Linked DNA regions of Mus musculus: region 1 is linked to region 2. Evidence: chromatin contacts called from public HiChIP or PLAC-seq data. All regions are on one chromosome and are shown on one strand. The core of a region is the stretch at or near the end of the contact, and the rest is flanking DNA. Distances in the headings are between cores, read along the strand shown. Region 1 overlaps Yars (tyrosyl-tRNA synthetase). Region 2 has its middle 12 kb from the start of Ak2.

Region 1 (3,176 bases), core at 466-2,965, 220 kb after region 2:
GTTTTTAAGCTTAACTGGGTGTGGTAATACACACCTTTTTTTTTTTTAAGATTTATTTATTTACTTATTTAATGTGAGTGCACTGTAGCTGCCTTCACACACACACCAGAAGAGAGCATTAGATGGTTGTGAGCCACCATGTGGTTGCTGGGAATTGAACTCAGGACCTCTGGAAGAGCAGTCAGTGCTCTTAACTGCTTGCTGAGCCATCTCTCCAGCCTCGAGGAATGGGGTTCTTATGGCTCCAAACTAGAAGGCCAGGGGTCTCCCAAGGGTTTTGGTTACATAGGAACTTGGTAGAACATCTCACAATTAATTAGCAGGTCAAAGTTGAGGTCAGAGTATGGGGTGTGGAACATGTCAAATTTCAAAAAATGGGTCAAAACCTACAGAAAACTGCAATGAATTTGTTTTGACCTTGTAATAAGATAACTTCTAATCTAACGATAGAGACAGGCTGGTCCATCCCTAACTAACAAGACTAGCCAAGTTAGTGAGCTCCAAATTCAGTGAGAGATACTGCCTCTGGTGGGGAGCAACAGAAACACTCAACACCCATCCCTGGTCTCCACATACATGTGGGCACGCACACTTACACACACTGTCAGCTCTTAAACTAGTTACTGTTTCCTTAAGATTTTAATTTATTTTATTCTATGTACATTGGTGTATTGTCTGTTTAAGGGTGTCAGATCCCCTGGAACTATAATTACAGACATTTGTGAGCTATTGTGTGGATGCTGGGAATTGAACCTGGGTCTTCTGAAAGAGTAGCCAGTGCTCCTAACCGCTGAGCCATCTTCCAGCCTCTTGAACTTGTTCTTGTTCCACATCTCCGTTGCTTTGGGTCATGGGTGTTTTCACCTAGACTCTTACAACAGCCTGTTAGTGCTGTTGTAAGCCTCTCTGTCTCTAGCCTACACAGGCCTCCAGTCCGTGCCCTGCTCTGTCTGTAACTGGTATCTTTCTTCAGTGCTGGTCACATGTTTCCTTAAAACTGTCCAGTGGTAAGGTAGTACTAACTAAGGCATTCAGGCAGTACTAATATGACACTCATGGTCTTACCAACTTTTCTTTTTTTTTTTTTTTTTTGGTTTTATTGAGACAGGGTTTCTCTGTGTAGCCCTGGCTGTCCTGGATCTCACTCTGTAGACCAGGCTGGCCTCGAACTCAGAAATCCACCTGCTTCTGCCTCCCAAGTGCTGGGATTAAAGGCATGCGCCACCACTGCCTGGCCCAACTTTTTTTCTTTTTATTATTTATTTATTTATTTTGGACAAGTTCTCACTTTATGGCCTTGACTGGACTAGAACTCATTATGTGAAGGGGGCTGGCTTTGAATTCCTACCTCTGCCCTCGGTGCTAGAATTAAAGGTGTATACCACCTCCTCCAGCTACTTTAATTTTTGAGACAGTCTTTGTAGCTCTCTCTGGATTAGAACCCACTAAGTAGAGTAGGCTGGCCTTGAACTCATGGGAATCTGCCTGCTTCTGCCTTGGCAGGACTGAGGCTGCAGTCAGTCACAACCATCAGACCTGGCCCTCGCCTCCTTGCCTAACCTCTCCACTCAGCAGCACCACGTCGCTGGAAGTCGGCTTCTCCTGACTGAGTCACTTACGTTTCCTAAACACTTCACACTCTCTGCCTTCTCACTCTGTCTCCTGTTTGTAGTCGAAAACCTCAAGTCCAACCCACAGTCTGGTTCTAGGAAGACTTTCCCACACCCAGCTGACTAGACTACGGGTATTGGCCCGGTTCCTAACATGAGCATGTAGTCAGCCCTTAAATGCTGGGCTGAAATGATCTGTTTGCGTGTCTCTCCCCAAGTAGATAATTGAGCTTGCAGGGAGGAAGCGGGTCTGATTCATCCCTGAATCCACAGGGCTGGCACCAGGCCTGGCAAGTGTTCAGTTAGTGCTCCTAGTTTACTGGTTTGGTTTTTGGGGTTTTGTTTTATTTCGGTTTTGGTATTGGGGAAATGGGGGCAATTGGTCTGCAGCTCACTGTATAGCAATAGATTGCTCTAAACCTCATAGCAGTCTCTGTTCCAGCCTCTCAATTGCTGGAATTATAGGCATGAGCGCTATGTGCAGTTCAGTATTGCCCTCCCCATGCCTCCAAAGTATCAAGGAAACTATTAAAAAACAAAGCAATAAGCCGGGCGTGGTGGCGTACGCCTTTAATCCTAGCACTTGGGAGGCAGAGGCAGGTGGATTTCTGAGTTCGAGGCCAGCCTGGTCTACAGAGTGAGTTCCAGGACAGCCAGGGATACACAGAGAAACCCTGTCTCATAAAACCAAAAAAAAAAAAAAAAAAAACAAAGCAATAGAAAAGACCTGAATCTCAGCCAGCAAGATGGCTTGGACAGTTAAGGCACTTGCCACCTAGCCTGCTGCCCTGACTTCCATCTCCTAAGACCCACGTAGTGAAAAGAGAGAATCAGTTCTTGTACATTGCAGAAGAGCTCTGGGCCTCCTGGGTAAAGAACCTGCTTTACAAACTCTTAGCTAAGTAGTCATAAGCATTTTTATTGGGGGTTTGGTGTCCATGACTGAACCCGGGACCTTATGCAAGGTAAGCATATGTGCTTACTACACACACACCCAACTTTGAGGGCCTTTTTTTCCCTAGAGTGTCTTATTGTGTTGTCCAGGTTGGTCTTGAACTCATGACCTCAGTAAAACCTCCTGCTTCTACCTCCCAAGTACTCATAGTGACTGGCTGGCTGGCAGGCTGGCAGGAGTCACTGCTCCATGGCATCTTCAATGTGACATGCCTTATTCAGTGGGAGACCTTCGACATCACTTCCTCCCGCACTGAATTAGACTCTGAGCATCCTGAAAGCAGAGCCTACTCCATGTGCAGTAATGATCGCACATGAACTCCACAGCTGTTTCTGAGCCACCAGGGAGGCTCTGTGTTGCTTGTTTCTCTCCTGGCTCCACCCTATGAGAACTCATGTGATTCAAAATTTTGTGGCTCAGACCCATGGGGGACCAAGACCATAGGTGTTCACACCCTGTGTTTCTTCCCACAGGCTTTGGATGAAGAGTACTTAAAAGTAGACGCCCAGTTCGGCGGTGTTGATCAGAGGAAGATTTTTACCTTTGCAGAGAAGGTGAGTGTCCACTCCTCATTCACACCTCTGAGGTGTACAGCTGACATTGACTCAACT
Region 2 (3,131 bases), core at 185-2,684:
GCACCCACACAGGGTAGCTCAGGATCACCTGTAAACCCTGAGGGATTCCCTGCTAGCTTCTGAGGGCACTTCACTCATGTGGCATACACGCATACACATAAATAGACATAAACCTTTTAAATATCTTTTAAGAAAGAAAAGAACCTGCTTGCTCGGGAAGCCATGGTGCACTTCTGTCATCCCAGCACCCAGAAGGCTGGAGGAGGGTTGTGAGTTTGAGACTTGCTTAGTGAGTTAGCCTAGGCTAACCTGGGCTATACAATGAGACCCTGTATCAAAAACTATGCCAATACGATAAGTAGCCATCAAACAATTGAATACATGAAATGAACGAGCGGACACGTCATTAATCGCAAGGTCTAAGCTCCCCTGTTCACCAGCTTCAAGTGAATTCTGGTCTCAGGAACCACAACACTCCTTCCTCCCAGTGCTTAGAGTTCTTCCCACCCACTGTCCCCAGGTCTCCCTCAACGCCTTCCCGTCACCCCCTGGTGCTCTCCACAAGGGTTTCCTCCTAGGCTGTGTTACCGGAGCAGAATCTCCCCTGCTGAGTGTGTGTGTGTTGTGACAGGAGCCTTTGCTTGGCTCAAGCATAGTCAAGGTTCTGTAACTTCTGCTAGGTCCATCTGAGAACTTCGCTGGAAAAGCCAGTTTCAGCAAAGAACCGTAAATCAGTAAGAACTTCCTCATCCCGGAGTTCTGGCTGTCCTTGATCAGTTCCTCTTCCTCCACGACCCCAACGTCTGGTCCTCCTGGACTATTTTTCAACAAGAATCCTGTTCAGTCATATAGAAGGAATACCCCTCACCCCAGAGGTTTCCTCTTGGTAATTTTCCACCCACCAGCCCCATTGTGCTTCTGTGCACCTTAGAGATTAGATTAGAGATTAGAGCCTAATCTTTTTTTTTAAGATTTATTTATTTTATTTATTATATATAAGCACACTGTAGCTGTCTTCAGACACCAGAAGAGGGAATCAGGTCTTGTTACAGATGGTTGTGAGTCACCATGTGGTTGCTGGGATTTGAACTCAGGACCTCCGGAAGAGCAGTCAGTGCTCTTAATTGCTGAGCCATCTCTCCAGCCCTGAGCCTAACCTCTTATTCACCCCACCCCCAACCCTGTGACACTCCCCCGCGTTGGTCAGGTCCCTTTCCCTCTCAAAGTGGTTCTGAACAAAGTTGGCTTTGCCAAGTGTCATTAAATTATCCTTTGTGTAACAGTTGCTGCTAGTAGCATAAGACTGTTTGGTTTTATTTTGGTTACATGTGTGTGTGTGTGTGTGTGTGTGTGTGTGTGTGTGTGTGAAGGCTGGCAGCTTTTTATAGAACTACAAGTTTGGCCACAATGACCTCAGAATGGTAGTGAATGGCCTAATTGTTCAGGTGGCCTGAGCTTAGTCAGTTCTTGAGAAAACCACATCTCCCATTGCTGTGGTCTGCGTGACAAAAGAACAGGAAATCTGTTACACAAATCGGAAAGACCCACCAGGCCTGGCGGCACAAAAGGAAGCCTCTGCCTGCCAGGTGAAAGCCAGTTGGTCTGTGGTGGCAACCGGAGCCCAAAGTCTGCAAAGCTTTTGGAAATGCATGTCTGCACTCAAGTGACCAAGGCAAGGGGATCCTGACCACTGGGCAAGGGCATCCTGTCCTGGTTATTCCATCCCCAGCGAGAGAGATTTGGTTAGGGCAGATTGTGTTTTGCTATAGTAACAGAGGGACCGAGTGTGGTGGTGCACACCAGCGACGCCAGCATTTGGAAGATGGAGACAGGAAGATCAGGAGTTCAAGGTCATCCTTAGCCACGTAACAAGTTCCAGGCCAGACTAAGCATAGGACCTGTGTCAAACAGGAACAGCAACTGGGAATTTTTCAGTAGCCTAAAACAACAAAATAGAACCCCTGCTTTGACCATAAAGAGTGAATTTATGGTCATGTGCTTGGATGCAGAGCATCTGCTCACCGTGGTTTCTCTTCGGTTCGCGGCGTTTCTGTGTCTACAGAGGGAGGGAAAAGGAAACACAGCAATCCTTCCCAGTAGTTTCTGATCTGAAGCCTTACATAAGGCAGCTCTCCCTGCTCGCATTCCATTGGCCAAAGTAAGTCACGTGCCCTCCCCAGAGTCCAACAGAAACGAAGTACGGGATTGTCCTCCCGGGAAAACAACAAATGTTTGTGGAAAAAAAATGGAACTGGCTACCACAAAAGAATAAAATAAAAAATAAATGGTCACAGATCCCACTAGCGATGTGACTTAAACAAGCCACTTAGCCACACTGAGCCTCAGTTTCCCCGTGCATAACAGGATAAAGCACGACTGTGAAGGTTGGTTCTCCTTGTCAACCATCCAAGAGAATCTCAGTGAGAGACTGTATGGATCAGGTTGGCCTGTGGGGAATTATCACGTTTACATTCATTGATGTGGGAGGAGCCAGACCCCTGTGGGCGGCGCCATTACCTAGGGTTGGGTCCTGAACTATATATATATAAGAGTAACCATGTCCGCTCTGCTCTACACTGTGCTGTGATGCGTACTTTCCTGCTGACATGGGCTGTAACCCCGAGGTGGGAGCTAGAATGAACCTGTTCGCTCCTACCTTGCATTTGCATTTTATAGAAGCAACAGGGCAGGGAAACAGGACATCAGGGCTGATGATGCAGATGACTCAGTGACATCATATGCAGTGGACTGAGCTTGGTACAAACACTCGATAAAGAATGACTTGGTAAAATTAAACTATGGGGGCTGGAGAGATGGCTCAGTTGTTAAGAGCACTGACGGCTCTTCTGAAGGTCCTGAGTTCAATTCCCAGCAACCACATGGTGGCTCACAACCATCTGTAATGGAATCTGATACCCTCTTCTGGGGTGTCTGAAAACAGCTACAGTGTACTTTCATATAACAAATAAATAAATACCACCTCAGACCTTCTGACAGCAGCGTGGCCGAAAGCCCTGCAGAAAGGTGACCTGTCTTACAGGGTTTCAGTGCAAGATAGTGTTATATCAGCGTGACACAAGCTGATTCACTAGGGATCGTTGGGGGGAGGGCCTAACCCTTGTGGGTGAAGCCACCCCTGGGCTGATGGTCCTGGAGAAAGCAGGCTGAGCAAGCCATGGGGAGCAAGCCAG

What was found. HiChIP or PLAC-seq counts read pairs in DNA pulled down with a chosen protein or histone mark.
Region 1: a contact with region 2 is called in a FOXA1 HiChIP or PLAC-seq map of pancreatic cancer cells. The contact joins two enhancer-like sites. A contact is called at or near these places in 2 of 39 promoter capture datasets (the C10 cell line and liver), 5 of 115 datasets of contacts at active chromatin or transcription factors (embryonic stem cells, memory CD8 T cells, microglia and 1 more) and 2 of 9 other capture datasets (adipose tissue and pancreatic islet).

Annotation. Positions count from the first base shown.
Region 1 is chr4:129,203,091-129,206,266 of GRCm38.p6, forward strand. It overlaps Yars (tyrosyl-tRNA synthetase), which reads left to right. Exons shown (of 13, transcript NM_134151.5): 5 at 3,039-3,119. Among named protein-coding and RNA genes, the nearest start is that of Yars, 15 kb to the left of the region's middle. Within about 2 kb of position 1,716, at least 34 of the 459 cell types and tissues checked have an H3K27ac peak or open chromatin away from gene starts, as enhancers often do. A contact at or near this core is called in pancreatic cancer cells, where this site is marked.
Region 2 is chr4:128,979,902-128,983,032 of GRCm38.p6, forward strand. No RefSeq gene overlaps it. Among named protein-coding and RNA genes, the nearest start is that of Ak2, 12 kb to the right of the region's middle. Within about 2 kb of position 1,435, at least 147 of the 459 cell types and tissues checked have an H3K27ac peak or open chromatin away from gene starts, as enhancers often do. A contact at or near this core is called in pancreatic cancer cells, where this site is marked.